5 separate regions of the Mus musculus genome follow, and all the other regions are linked to region 3. The links are chromatin contacts, called in public Hi-C and promoter capture Hi-C maps. All regions are on one chromosome and are shown on one strand. The core of a region is the stretch at or near the end of the contact, and the rest is flanking DNA. Distances in the headings are between cores, read along the strand shown.

The links. Promoter capture Hi-C pulls out the DNA fragments that hold promoters and counts their contacts. A called contact is a pair of places that touch in the nucleus more often than the background predicts. Capture Hi-C pulls out chosen DNA fragments and counts their contacts.
Region 1: a Hi-C map of bone marrow-derived macrophages shows a contact between it and region 3, with 56 read pairs. The contact joins the promoter of H2-Ob here to the promoter of BC051142 in region 3. A contact is called at or near these places in 14 of 39 promoter capture datasets (the C10 cell line, the HPC-7 cell line, HPC-7-derived erythroid cells and 10 more), 5 of 15 datasets of contacts at CTCF or cohesin (the NIH/3T3 cell line, embryonic stem cells and large pre-B cells), 68 of 484 Hi-C or Micro-C datasets (B cells, the BV-2 cell line, the C10 cell line and 39 more), 15 of 115 datasets of contacts at active chromatin or transcription factors (CD8 T cells, the HPC-7 cell line, bone marrow-derived dendritic cells and 9 more) and 5 of 9 other capture datasets (adipose tissue, embryonic stem cells, liver and 2 more).
Region 2: a Hi-C map of bone marrow-derived macrophages shows a contact between it and region 3, with 32 read pairs. The contact joins the enhancer-like site here to the promoter of BC051142 in region 3. A contact is called at or near these places in 10 of 39 promoter capture datasets (the C10 cell line, the HPC-7 cell line, HPC-7-derived erythroid cells and 5 more), 1 of 15 datasets of contacts at CTCF or cohesin (stem cell-derived epiblast-like cells), 29 of 484 Hi-C or Micro-C datasets (the HL-1 cell line, the MC3T3-E1 cell line, adipose-derived mesenchymal stem cells and 13 more), 5 of 115 datasets of contacts at active chromatin or transcription factors (bone marrow-derived macrophages, embryonic stem cells and epiblast stem cells) and 2 of 9 other capture datasets (adipose tissue and embryonic stem cells).
Region 4: a promoter capture Hi-C map of adipose tissue shows a contact between it and region 3. The contact joins the promoter of H2-Ab1 here to the promoter of BC051142 in region 3. A contact is called at or near these places in 21 of 39 promoter capture datasets (the 3T3-L1 cell line, the C10 cell line, the HPC-7 cell line and 12 more), 2 of 15 datasets of contacts at CTCF or cohesin (both in embryonic stem cells), 43 of 484 Hi-C or Micro-C datasets (B cells, the C10 cell line, CD4 T cells and 26 more), 12 of 115 datasets of contacts at active chromatin or transcription factors (the 230-238 cell line, the HPC-7 cell line, bone marrow-derived macrophages and 5 more) and 3 of 9 other capture datasets (adipose tissue, liver and pancreatic islet).
Region 5: a contact with region 3 is called in a promoter capture Hi-C map of pre-B cells. The contact joins the enhancer-like site here to the promoter of BC051142 in region 3. A contact is called at or near these places in 4 of 39 promoter capture datasets (the C10 cell line, the HPC-7 cell line, embryonic stem cells and 1 more), 5 of 484 Hi-C or Micro-C datasets (B cells, bone marrow-derived macrophages, cerebral cortex and 1 more), 5 of 115 datasets of contacts at active chromatin or transcription factors (bone marrow-derived macrophages, embryonic stem cells, microglia and 1 more) and 4 of 9 other capture datasets (adipose tissue, embryonic stem cells, liver and 1 more).

What each region holds. Positions count from the first base shown.
Region 1 is chr17:34,237,619-34,240,318 of GRCm38.p6, reverse strand. H2-Ob (histocompatibility 2, O region beta locus) reads right to left here and starts at 1,414. Exons shown (of 6, transcript NM_010389.3): 1 at 1,257-1,414. The coding sequence starts at 1,347.
Region 2 is chr17:34,539,126-34,541,825 of GRCm38.p6, reverse strand. It overlaps the pseudogene Btnl7-ps. Among named protein-coding and RNA genes, the nearest start is that of Gm31560, 3.3 kb to the left of the region's middle. Within about 2 kb of position 1,320, at least 5 of the 459 cell types and tissues checked have an H3K27ac peak or open chromatin away from gene starts, as enhancers often do. A contact at or near this core is called in bone marrow-derived macrophages, stem cell-derived germline stem cell-like cells and trophoblast stem cells, where this site is marked.
Region 3 is chr17:34,397,521-34,400,220 of GRCm38.p6, reverse strand. It overlaps BC051142 (cDNA sequence BC051142), which reads right to left and starts at 1,401. Exons shown (of 20, transcript NM_001001177.2): 1 at 1,368-1,401.
Region 4 is chr17:34,261,875-34,264,574 of GRCm38.p6, reverse strand. It overlaps H2-Ab1 (histocompatibility 2, class II antigen A, beta 1), which reads right to left and starts at 1,348. Exons shown (of 6, transcript NM_207105.3): 1 at 1,170-1,348. The coding sequence starts at 1,263.
Region 5 is chr17:34,209,434-34,212,133 of GRCm38.p6, reverse strand. It overlaps Tap2 (transporter 2, ATP-binding cassette, sub-family B (MDR/TAP)), which reads right to left. Exons shown (of 12, transcript NM_011530.3): 6 at 67-264. Among named protein-coding and RNA genes, the nearest start is that of Tap2, 6.3 kb to the right of the region's middle. Within about 2 kb of position 1,408, at least 103 of the 459 cell types and tissues checked have an H3K27ac peak or open chromatin away from gene starts, as enhancers often do. A contact at or near this core is called in the HPC-7 cell line, bone marrow-derived macrophages and pre-B cells, where this site is marked.

The DNA.
Region 1 (2,700 bases), core at 165-2,664, 160 kb after region 3:
GGAAGAGAAAGACTTCTTGTGATGACAGCGTGCTGTGGCTCAGTTCTGTGCGCTTGAAAATGATAAAGCAGGCAGACCTCCATGAAGCGGCTAAGCTGCGACTTGAAGGATAATGAGCTGTGGGTCTGTTTATTCCTAAGCTCAGCAGTCTCCTCCAGCAGTGCTCAGCCACCCCCTGAGAATGACTTCCATGACCATCCAGGCCCCTCTGAGGGCCACTGAGTTCAGACGAGGTGCCAGCCTCCAGTCCCTCAGCATGTCTACCCTTCTCTGTTCCCTCTTTACAAGCTAAAGAGAAAGTATATGGGGTTTTCATCATCATCTAAAACTCCGTGCTGTTTTTTTTTTTCCCCATTTGTCAAATGGACGTGATAAACTCAGAGCGGTTTTTGTTCTCCGAGAAAACGGATGCCCCTCCTAGGCTTGTTCCTCTTCTGTATTTAATGAGACTGGCGTTAGAGGGGAGTCTTTTCTTAGCATATCACATCCTGTTTTCTGCTCACAAGCCTGAGTTTTCATGGTCTAGCAACGCTGGTGTTTGCATAGCCCGTCTCCCAGTGAAAAAACAAGCTGTACACAGCAACCTGAGGCCAAAGATAACTAACATACTCAACTTGTCTGAGCTCTCAACTTCACTCACACCTCAAAACTTCTCAGGACGATGCTGAACGCTAACCAGGAGCTTAATAGTTGGAGATGTGATTTCCAATTTCACCAGAAAGCCATAAAAGGAGTAGATGCTCGTAGAGAAAGCTCAGCTGCTCAGACTCCGGCTTTCAAGGTTCTAGTGTCTGATGTTGATGCACAAGGAGCCCAACAGGGGAAAATGTCTCCTTCCTCCCTCCCTCCCTCACTCCCCTCCTCACTCCCCTGGTATCTGTGTCTTGGGTGTGAGAAGACCTTTCCAGGCAGTTCTTTGTGGGTGCTGAGGAGCGCATGAGCTTCCTGGTCAGTGGGGGGGTGGGGGGGGCTCTTTTTTTTTTTTTTTGGTTTGTCAAGACAGGGTTTTTTTCTGTGTAGCCCTGGCTGTCCTGGAACTCACTCTGTAGACCAGGCTGGCCTCAAACTCAGAAATCCACCTGCCTCTGCCTCCTGAGTGCTGGGGTTAAAGACGTGTGCTACCACCACCTGGCTGGGGGGACTCTTTAAAGTCAGAGCCACTCTAGTCTGAGACTTTGGTCCACAGAGAATGGGGAGAGTTAGCCCCGTGCCAATTCCAGAAAACCACACCCAGAATCAAACCCCTCTCTTCTTACCTGGGGAGTCTCTGCCTTCAATCATGAAGGAATCCAGCCTCATGAGGTTCACCAACAGAGCCACCACCCAGGGGGCCCTCCCAGCGCCCATTCTGGAGGGGACAAAGGGGCAATGAAGAGACTGATACACCTATTTAGAATAGAGCTGTCTTCCACACAGCTGAAAAAAAAAATAGATAGGTAATTATGCAGCCTCCTTCACACTGTTAACCAATCAAGAGCGAAGACTTTGCATCATTTGTTGCTAGGCAGAACACTTTGCTAACACTGTGTGATAAAAGCCAAGAACTGGTTACCTGGAGAGTCAGTGTTGGCTGTTGAAATGTGGGAAAATGGACCAGCATCGGGAGAGAAAAGTCTACAGAGTATGAGGTCCTAGAACAAAGTAGGTTGTTTATTGTGTATTCTGCTGCCTTCACTTAGTAGGGTCCCTGAATTAGTCTGACCAACAGGTCTCCCTTCCTAGAGAGTGACTGACATTGACTGCAGAGGGTACTGAACTATGTAAATAGCTTTGTGGATTGTAGCTTAAAGGGGGTTGATGGCAGCTCGTCAGCAAAAGCAGAAGACAGGCTGTGCTGTGCCTTGTATGCCAAGCAAGGAGAGGAGGGAAGAGGAAAACAAAGACAGAAAGACAAACAGGAAGGCATAATTCTCAAAAGAATAAAATCGTGCAAATATACTCATAAAGACAGAATAGAAGGAAGCATTGGGGACCAAGTCAGTAAGATGGTGGGATGGGATTCTATAGAACACATTAGCTGGCAGAACGAGTGTAGCCTGAGCTACAGAGTGAGACCCTGGCTCAAAATGACAATAATAATAATAATAATAATAATAATAATAATAATAATAATAATAATAATAAATGACACTGTGCTGAAAATATTATGGGAAAAAGTATAAATTAATCGATTAATTGACCTCTGCTGCCTTGGTCAGGTTTCTGCTGCCGTGACGACCACCACAGCCAAAGCTACTTCACAGTAGCTTAGAAGGAGGCTGAAAGCTATTGAAGGAAAGGGCTTATTTCACCTTACAGCAGCTTATGTTCCATCACTGGGGGAGGTCAGGGCAGGAGCTCAGGGAGGAACCTCGAGGCAGGAACTGAAGCAGAAGGGAGCTGCTTACTGGCTTGCTCCACATGGCTTGCTCAGCCTGCTTTCTTAAACTGCCCAAGACTCTACCTCCCACAGTGGGCCAGGCCATTCCTCATCAATAAATAGTCAATTAAAAGAAAATGTCCTCTAGACTTGCCTAAGACAATCTGATGGGGACATTTTCTCAATTGAGGTTCCCTCTTCCCAGATGACCTAGCTTAGGTCAAGTTGACAAGCACACACACACACACACACACACACACACACACACACACACACATGCACATACACGTGCATGCATGCACAAAGTAAAATTAGCCAGTATACTTACCAAGATAATGTAA
Region 2 (2,700 bases), core at 71-2,570, 140 kb before region 3:
TCCCACAGTGTGCTCTCCTATCTTTCCTGTCAGGCAATAGGGGCTCAACCTAGTCCCAATGCAGGAATGCCTTTCCCCTTCAATTCCCATCTGTCCTGTGAAGGGTTCCCATGAGTCACAGCTGTCCTGGGGTCTCTCAACCTAAAGTGGCTTCTAGGGTGTTCACATCTGTTCTCCTGCAGCAATGGGCTCTGTCCCTGAAGTGCACATCAAAGGTCCAGAAGATGGTGGAGTGTGTGTTGTGTGCATGACCTCAGGGTGGTACCCGGAACCTCAGGTGCATTGGAGAGACTCCAGAGGAGAGAAATTCACAGCATCCTTGGAGATCCACGGTGAAGATGCTCAAGGACTGTTCAGAACAGAGACCTCACTGGTGGTGAGAGACAGCTCTGTGAGGAATGTGATTTGTTCCACTTTCAATTCTATCCTGGGTCAGGAGAAAGCCATGGCCATGTTCATCCCTGGTGAGAGCTGTCCCTCACTCTTTCAAAGCCTGGGTTGTGATGATCTTACTGGAGTGTGGTGGTCTGTCTCTTCTCAGGTTCACCCATTACTGTCTCTCTGTCTGGGCCACAGAGCCCTTCTTCCCCCAGGTCTCTCCCTGGAAGCCAGCTTTTCTTGTGACCCTGACTGTGATGGGACTACTAGTCTTAGGGACAAGCTATCTTCTCGGAACAGAACGTTTTACGAGGCTGAACATGCAGGAGATAATAGGGGATCTTCAGCGTGAGAAGGATGAGTTACAGAAGACAAAGGAGGATGCTCTGAAAACTATTAGTAAGTCACCATAGCAGTGAAGGACAGGTTCAGAGTCCCCAGGAGGGCCCAGTGTTTTGATCAGAGTAGGTGGAATACAAATTCCAGAGAGGATGCCTGGACTCCTTTGGGTCAGGTGGCCTGTAGTTCAGAGAATCAGGAACCCAAACTGTGTTTCCTTTCTTCCTCTCAAGTGTACAGACTCCCTCTCCTCCCTGTTTTTCAGATGCACTCATGGTGGAGCTTGGTGAGTCCTGCTTTTCCTCCTGAGCCCTTTGGTCCCCTCAGGAGCCCAGTGGCTCTCTTGACTCCTGTGTGTTGCTTTTCAGCTCGAAGGAAATCAGCTTACAGGGCAGGTGAGTGACTGCCCCAGTGTTCCATGGTTCTACATGCAGTCTCTCCTTGATTCTAGGCAGAGTGGGTACTCTTCTGGGGTCAGAAGTGGAATTTTCTGGAAGATGGAAGCCTGGTGTTTAGGCTCCTTCTGATCTCTGCCCAGAGCTGGAAAATGTGTGACTCTTGGGTTTGTCCTGTTTCCTATGTCATAATCTAACCACTTCCTGATACTTTTATTGCTCCCTCAGGGTCCAGTAGCTCTAGACTTCTGTCTGCATCTGGGATCAGACTGCAGTGTTAACATTTCTGTAAAGAAAGTGTTCTAATTAGGTTTCTATTGCTGTAAGAAACTAGTGTAATCTGGGGAGGGAAAGGTCATTTGTTGTACATATTTTCTTTTTCTTTCTTTCTTTTTTTTTAATGCTGCATTTCTTGGTTTTATTTGAAACAGTGCATATTTTAAGCATTTTATGGAAGGATTTTACACTTGTCATTTACACAAATTACAAGGTTCGGCTTAAAGTCTTTTAAAAAATTCTAAAAATCCAGCCCATGTGCAGCACAAGAATATGCAAAACTACTTTACAGTATACACACTTTTTATCAAAGGAGATACAAAATTCTGGCTTGTAGTTTTAGACAAATACAAGAAGCTTCAAACTAGACACAAAGGGTTAACATTAATTCTCAATTTTAAGTCTGCACTTTTGTGTTGTATTTCTCTGAGATGTAAATACCAAATTCCTAAGAGATTTTAACATTTTCTTTTTCAAAGAAAACCTGACACATTTCCAGTAAACAAGTCCCTCTCAATTTGCTTAATCCCCAACCAGTTTACTCTTGGTGCCAGAGACCAGGCACTCAGGAGGAACAGACCCTGACAGTAACTGTTTCAATGCAAAACTCCAAAGAGCTGTAACAGATGTGAACGCTTCTGCTGTATTCTGACGAGTGCCCTTAACATTTAGGAACCTTCTTCCTTACACTGTGTGACTAACTGCTCAACATAGAGTTCACTGGGTTCCAGCAAAGAAGTTTTGGTAGTGACAAACTGGTGGCCCTAAGTCAAACTTGTAAATAGAATATAGCACTGACTGAATGAGGGACCTGGCTGACGGTACGCATAGATGCTCTGTCAGCAGATTGGAGGCAACAGGAAGAGCAGGGCTTTTACGCCCTTTCAAGAAATATTGTTTCTATCATTGGTATTCACTGTTCTCTAGCCATCTTCTGACACCTAAACATGTACATGTAAAATACTTAAAAGAAGCCCACCTTTCACCCAGAATCAATTTATAGCCAACTCTCACTTATCTATGAGAACCTAATTGACATACTATCAAAGAATTTCATTCTGGAGAGTTTTGATACTTCAGTGATTTTACACATCCCAGCAAGACCAAGTCATAATGCAAACAGAGCAGCTCGTCCCACTAGGATTTTGGGTACAAGCCAAGCAGAAACAGTGGAGACAGGCAAAACACCTGAGGAGGATAAGAGAAAATTAATTTCAAACGTCTCCTCATTCTTGCACATGTCCATAGTCCTACAAACTGAGCACCTGAGGCACAGTCACTATTTTACATAGATAAGGGAGAGTTGGCTGTA
Region 3 (2,700 bases), core at 152-2,651:
GAACTGTAGAATAGCAGCTCCAATGGTGGGAGAATGGGGGGCAGGTGAAGAGTGCTAGTTGTAGCTTTAAAGACCACAGCTGGAGGTACCTCCACCTCCAAGAGTACTAACGGGGTGCTAGACACCCAACAGTCACATCCTCGGACTCAGGGAAGCATTTACACCCACCAGAAGGGGAAGCTTACCTAATTGTCACTGGTGGATGGGGTGTCAAGTAAGCAGTGAGCCGGAAGGTGAGACTGCTGCAAGCCAACTGGAGATAGGGGATAGGGTCCTAGTGCGGCTCAGACCCCAGAACTAGGGGGAGCACAGGCACCAGGAGAGCCTATCCAAGTCACAGCACTAAAATGTGTTTCTGTTCGGATGGGAGGGTATCTTGGAAGCCCAAGAACCTTACAGCTCTACTGGAAATGATATCCCAGCAGAAGGGCATCCTGAGACAGGAGACCACAGGAACCACACAGCTCTGCAAGGAAGCCTCCTCAGCAGAGGCATTGCAGCTCCCAGGGGAGGGTCTCCCCAGCTGAGCTGAGGAGCTCAGGAGCCTCAGCTCCACTCCTTCTCTTCACTTTTTCTCTTCATTGTTTCTTTTCTTCTTGGCTTCTTTTGAGGCGAGTGGAAGGCATATGGGTGTGGAGGAACAAAACCAGGGATGGCTGCCTTCTGCTCCTGGGAGAGGACAGCAGGGAACTGGACGAAAGGGCAGTGCTTATATAGGATTTCTGAGGGGGCAGTGTTTTTCGGGGCAGAGATTTCCAGAGTGAGGATTGGTGGGATTTTAAGTCTTGAACTTGGGAGAGCGCAGGAATTGGTGGGTTTTCCTGCTTAGGGATTGGTGGTTTTTTGTTTGTTTGTTTGTTTGTTTGTTTTGTGGGAAGCTCAGGGATTGGTGGCTTTTTTTTTTCATCCCCCCTCCCCCCCCCCCTTTCCCTGCATCAGTCAGACCCATGGGTTAGGGTAGGAAGTCCTTCCTGACTGCAGCCGGCCTTCGCCAGGGTTTGCTGAGGCACCATCTCTGTGGGGAGGCTAGGGGAGACTGGAGAGGAGGCGCTGCTGCCATGGTGGACAGTTCCAGCGGCGGTATTTCACTAAGGCTGTAGGCTGAGGCGGGACAGGGGATCCGCCACTGCAAGCTGAGCGGCCGCGGTGAGGCCGTTTTAACAGGAGCCGCCATTTTGGACAGCTCCTGTGGGACGCTTCATCGTGGCGTCGGCTGTGGCCTGCGGCGGCAAGGACAAACCTGCCGCCGCTTTGAGCGCTTTTGTGGCGCGGCAGCTTTTGTGGGGCTGCCGCGCTGCTCAGGGACTGTACGGGGGCGGGGAGTGAGCTGGACACGCCGCCTGTGGCAGGACTACACCATGACTAACCTTCTCTTTCCTTCGGGCTTGTTAGAATCCCCCTAACTGAAGGAGTGCGGATTCCCTGGTCCAATCAAGAGGCTGAGCTTAGCTACGTCATCAGTTACCAGGGATGGCTGCTCCTGGAGGCGTCCACAGCGCCACAGCCTTCTCCAGCTCTAGGATATGAGTCTCCTGAAGTGGGTGCACGTAAATCACTTTTGACATCTACACTATTAAGCTGAAGTGCAGTAAGCGCCAGGCTAAAGGTGCCTGGCTACACAGTCGTCTTCCTTCACCTCCTTTGCTCTCGCACAGCTTCAAATACAACAGTTGTCCTAACAGCTTTATGTAGGAAAAGTGAGTACCACCCCCCCACCCCCCCACCCCCACCCCCAGTCCTCAAACTGCTGAGTGAATGACTGACCATCACAGAGCTGGCCCAACTCCGCAGCCTGGTTGAAATGTTTCAGCTGCAACTGGATCCAGCACTAAAATAGTAAATAAAAAAGAAATTGCTGGTTTCAAAGAGGTCCCTCACATTGAATTTCTAACTAGCAACTGATGATGCAGTTCATATCTGACGCTGATTGGTCCTTAATACTGACCTTATCCAATCCAGCAGCAAGGCTGTGAATCTCCTGCTTCTTATGGCCTGGGGCATAGATGGAGTGAGGAGATAGTTGCCAAGGTGTGAGACCACTATCTCTCCTGCAGCGGGATGTGACTGTGGCTCCCCAGAGGCCCCTGTTTGGCCGCTGTGATCGTGATGCTGATGATGCTGAGCCCTTCTGTGGCTTTGGTCAGGGACCCCCAGTGTAAGTGCACACCTCAGGTTCTGAGCTGCTGGGTACGGAGGGAGGAAGGAGCTAACTTCCTCACTGTCCAGGCCAAGTCCCTTGTTACTATGGATGTTTTCTGTGAGCATGCACAGACCTCACATGAAATCCAAACTATGTCCCCAAACAGAAGCCTGGATGTTTGTGCTCTAAGAGCTGTGTGAGAGGTCCCTGTGTATCAGCCATTGTTTTTCAAGTTTCCTCCAGTAACATCTCTAGCCTTGTGTCATCTTCCATTAGGGCCCCAGGGGGACTGATAAATCATGATATTAAATTAACTTCTCACACAGGGGTTTTATGGGTTGAGCTATGCCAGGCAAAGAGGTCTTTGTATAAAAATAGAACTTCATATGTGTATTTCTATTCTATTTTGTATATTTTGTTTTAGTAAAAAAAAATAAAGTTAAGTAAAATATTGGTCTAATCAGAAGATTTCTGTGAAGGTGTCATAGAGTCAAGGGATAGCAGGGAGATCCATGTGCGCCCTCTGCAGGCTGTGCAGCTGCTGCTTAGCCACCTGTGTG
Region 4 (2,700 bases), core at 99-2,598, 140 kb after region 3:
CACCGGGCGACGGTTCGACCCGGGGTAAGGAAGAGGAAGGGAGGGATGGGGCGACCGGGCTCGTCCTCACAAGAATACGCCTCAGGAAACGCAAACGGTACTTGGTACATTTGAAAAAAAAAATAATAATAAAACTAAGGGACACCAAAAGTTGGGTGGTAGAGGGGGGGGGATGGGCCTGGGTAGAGTTGGAAGAGGGAGTAAATATGACCAAAACTGTACGAAATTCTCAGCGAACTAATAAAACTAGGATACAAAAAATAAATAAAATATTTGCCAGTTTCTGCTACCCCACCCCCACCCTGTGGGACTCTCTCCTGTGTGCAAAAGGCCCTGACCCCCTAGGGGGCACTCGTTCTCAGGAGAGCCCCGACTACAAAACCAACAAATGGGAATCCAGGCAACCTCTGAGAACTGCCTGCTTGCACGGTCACTCCAGGCATCTTAAGGGTAACTGCGAGACTGAAGACACCTCTATGGCTTAGGGGACTGGGGCTTTATTTACTCTCTGGTCTCCGAACGAACTAGGACACCTCCGCTCACCCCAGGGTATGTATCACATATGTCCCTTCTGGGCCTAGTGTTTTCTTGGAAATTCAATTTACTAACTCAGTGTTTGAGTTCTGGATTCCATTTGACCAAAAAAATTAGGTTTCTTGGTCACTGGCTTCTCTCTGAGTTAGACGCCTAGAGTTCGCTCTCTTAAACCTCCACTCCACATGAGGAGTTGTCCGCAAACATCGGGACCACAGACCATCGCTGATCTGTTTCCCCACTTCAGAATCTGGCATTTCCTCCAGACAATGTACGGGGTGGGGGTGGGGGGCACTGGTATTGTAAGCCCTGTACGGGGGAGTGGGTGGGGGCACTGGTATTGTAAGCCCTGCTGTCTCCCCATGCACAACCCTTATCTTTGGTGGTCGATTTAAATTCTGCCGCCTCCTCCTCCTCCTCCGTTTATATGTCAGGCTCGCACCGGCGGCGGCACCATCCTAACTCAATATTAGAACACAGAAGTGAGAATGGAGTCTCACTCTCTCTTCAGAGAAAGGAAATCTATAGTAAAATCAGGATTTTGCCACCCCCTCCCACATCCCAGAGTCCCCAGGGTCCCTCAGAACACGACCCCCAGAGTGCTGGCTCTGGAGAGCCCTGCCCCCGGCACTTACTTTCGGAGTCTCCGCCCTCAGTCCCTGGGCTGCTCAGCACCATCAGCACCACCACAGCAGCCGAGAGGAGGAGGCTGGGGATCTGCAGAGCCATCTCTAAGGCACAGGTAATGGCAGTCACCAGGACTCACACCTGCTGTGCCCCCTTCAGAAAGCAAAGTTCTGTAGCCTGGAGTGATCTGAAATCCCAGAGTGTCAGGGTTGGTCCCAAGTGAGGAACCAATCAGCATTGGAGCTGAAGTCTGTCATCTGTCTCTGGGTAGACTTTGTTTACAAAGGCTCTCTATGCGCGGCATGGTCTGTTTCTTCATGAGCCCCACTGGATGAACGTTTGAGGTGACTGCTCCTCTCAGTTACAGAGTAAACTTTTCTAAACTGCAGACTGCCTGTGTTTGGGGGTTTAAAGAGAAAAGTGCGTGAAGTATAGACAACTTTGGGATAATTATTTCAAATCTACTGTTCTTACACTTGAGGTTGTAGTGGGAGAAATGAGTGTGACATGTATTAAGAGACAGAGAAATCATGTTTTGTTACATCTGACCCTCTGGGGTGCCTCAGGTGAGAAAGCAGAGTTCTTGGGGAGTCGCTGAGCCTCTTTCCAATCCTGGAATTCTCTTTGTAAAATGCAAGCCATGTTCCCTGAACTGTATTCTAGGTTTTGATAAGCTCACATGGAAGAGCAGTGTGATGTGGTTAATAATGGAAAGCATTGAGCTGTCCTGTGTACATGTTGGAAATGTCAGGTTAATGTGTGTCTCAGCCCTGCTGGCTCATGCACCTTCCCCATGCAGGAGTCTTCTACATTCACGATATTCCAATGAAAATACAGAAGTTGATCAGCCCAACGTTGCTCTTGTGGATTCTTCTGCTGTTTAAATCCTCCATAACCATGATGTCAGCTAAGGAAAACTCCACAACCTTTTAGGGCTTCCAGATCCAGCTGCCTGGAATTTCAAGGACAAAAGGCTAATGGTGTAAAATAGCAGTTTCAGGAAGGGACAGCCATAGGTTTGTCACACTGTGCCAGGCTGAATAACAGAGTCATCAACTTGTGCTTCAAATACATCTCTCCTCAGGTATACACTACTAAGTCTAATTGTCCATCAGCTGGAATGGTACCTGACAAATACCAAATGACTAAACAATAAGTCTCTTTCCCTGAAACTACAACACTATCTCTATTATTTTAGATCCTAGTTAAACAGGGGTCAGGACCTGAAAACAGAGTTGATGAAGGAAAAGGGAAAGACGTAGAGTTGGGTAACAAGACCATCCCGTGGGGGCTCCAGCAGCGCAGGTGAACTGCAGCATTCCAGGGTCCACACTGGCACCCTGATGTAGAGAACCAGAGAGGGACCGCACTGGGCTCTCACCATCAGCTCTGCTCAGGACAGACACAGATCTCCTAAGCCTAGGCAGGGAGCATGCAGGAGAAACATCAACTCAGATGTGGAAAGGGTTAGCAGACAAACATGGCCATTCAGGGACCATGGCAGTGGATGCTCTCAGGGTCCTCAGCCCCCACGTCAGA
Region 5 (2,700 bases), core at 159-2,658, 190 kb after region 3:
ACTGGCCCTCTCCCTGCACCCTGCACCCTGCACCCTGCACCCAGCACCCTGCACAGGTCACCTCACCCTCCGTATGACTAGATACACGTCTTTTTCCAGGTCTCGGCGCCACCACAGCTGTCTACATCGCTCCAGGGCCTCCTTGTAGTGGCTGACTTCCTGCTCCTCGGCCCCAAAGCTTCGCACAGTCTGCAGCCCTCCTACCGCCTCGCGCACCACCTGCCCCGCCTTGGCCACTGCATCCTGGATCTCCTTTAGCACCGCCTGAAAACAGGGCAGCGGATAAAACCGGTGAATAAGGCAGAACACAACAGGCAGGGGCTTCCCTCCAGCAATTCATCACTGCCCCGTGCCTTTCTTTCCAGAAGGAATATTTTCGGAGGGGGAGGGGAGGGGAGGGGAGGGGAGATGAGATGCTGGGGAGATGGCTCCATGGGTAAAGTGCTTGTCCCAGTGTATCACGCACACTCACAGAGCACAGGAAGTAGAAAACATATGTGAATTGCTGAGCTCTCCCTGTTAAGCACTGTGGTGCTATTCTGTTTAGCTTTCATTTGAAGTGAATTCTTGCATGTGATGTCAAATGAGGAGAGAGACAGTAATTCAGAAAGGTGGAGATGTGGCTGTCAAAGTGGCTCAGCTGTTCAGAGAGCTTGTGTCTCTTCCAGATGACCAGGGTATAATCCCCAGCACACAAACCATGCCACACAAACACCTGTGACTGCAGCTCCAGAGAATCAGGGGCTGTCGTCTGGCCTCTGCGGACACGGACACACACACACACACACAGAAATGTGCAAATAAAATAAATCCTTATGTTTTAAAAAGATGGAGAGGTAATTCAAAATGCATCAAAGACATAAATGTAAAAATTAAAACTGTAAAAACTCTTTTTATAAAGATTTAGTGTGTGTATGTGTATGTGTGTGTGTGTGTGTGTGTGTGTGTGTACATGAGTGCAGGTGAGTCCCGAAAAGACAGCTGAATAGCTGGCATACAGGAGCTGGGGGTCAAATCCCAGCCCTCTGCAAGTGCAGTATGGGCTCTCAGCCACTGAGCCAGCTCTTCAGCCCCAATTAGCTAAGATTTGACAATGAATTCTTGGATTTGACACCAAAAGTGCAGGCAACAAAGACAGATGCACAGGACCCTGTCCACAATGAGAAAGCCATCAAGGTCATGGTAAGCAGCTGCTGTTCTGGGGTGACAGCTGGCCTGAGTCACCCCAACTTCACACAAGACTGTTTTGCCTCAGGAAGGCTGGGCTTAGCAGATCCTTTGCCTCTGAGCATGACCGTTATCTCCTCAGAGTTAACCACAAGTCCCAGCTGCCAAGTCTGGGTGCCACCTTAAGACCCATGTTCTGGGTTGAGCCGTTTCTGACTTGTGGTGAGTCTGCCAGTGCCTCAAGGCCAAGATAACCACAAACTGACTACTCTGGGACACAGTGACACTGAGTACAGCATGACTAAGTGCTCTGGGACACTTTGACACTAAACACAGCCTGACTGCATGCAGAAACATCCCTGCAACGGCAGCCCCTGTGCTCAGCTTCTCTGCATCTCTGCTGCAGCCATACTCGGTGTCGCTAATCAGCCCTCTCCTGAAGCCTTTTCCTGTCTTGGTGAGTTCCATCAGAGCCCATGTGTCACCAGCATAGGACCCTGTCCACATGTCTACCCATGTGTCACCAGCATAGGACCCTGTCCACATGTCTACCCATGTGTCACCAGCCTACCCATGTGTCACCAGCATGTCAAGTAACATCTGGGATATACGTGAAATACATTTTTTAAAATACAGTTTTAAAAATATAAAGAATGTGGCAAATGTCCCATAAGCACATGAAAACATCGTTAATGGTTAGAAAAATGCACATCGAAGCCACAATGAGCCACTGCACCACATCGTGTTGCAGGGGATGGTGGCTTTTATTCCAATTTAAAAAATAAAATAAAATGACAATAAGTTTGGGGGGAAACATGGACAAATCAGAAGGCTGTGCTCAGAACTATGACCCAAAAGTGAGCAATGCAGTGAGTTTCACATCTGTGTGGTTTACTACACATACACACACACACACACACACACACACACACACACATCCAGTTGTGTATGCTGAGGGGAAAGGGAAAACTTCCCAGGGCTGGAGAGATGCCTCCGTGGGTAAGAGCACTGGCTGCTCTTCCAGGGGTCCTGGGTTCCATCCCCAGCACCCACGTGGTGGCTCACAACTATCTGTAACTCCAGTCCCAGGGTATCTGGCGCCCTCTTCTGGCCTCCTCAGGCAATGCACACAAATGATAGGCATGCAAGCAAAACACCACACACATAAAATAAAAACAAATAAATGAGTGTAAACCTCCTAAGATGTCCTTCACTCTGATTCACAGTCATTTGTGGGAAGGGCATAGACAGACTCTGAGAAGCTCACTGGAAGGCAGAAAGACACCCCGGGGGCTCACCTCGCTCTCCAACACAGCTAGCACTTGAACCACTTCTGTTTATAGATCCAGTGGGCCTCCAACCTCCTCAACTCAAATGTCCATCAGTGAATGACTGAACTAGCAAAATGTTGTGCAAGCATAGAATGGACTGTAGGGACTGATAAGAGGTGTTCTGTCTGTCTACCGATTATCTGTCTATCAATCTATCTATCTACCTACCTACCTATTTATCTATCTACCTACCTATCTACTT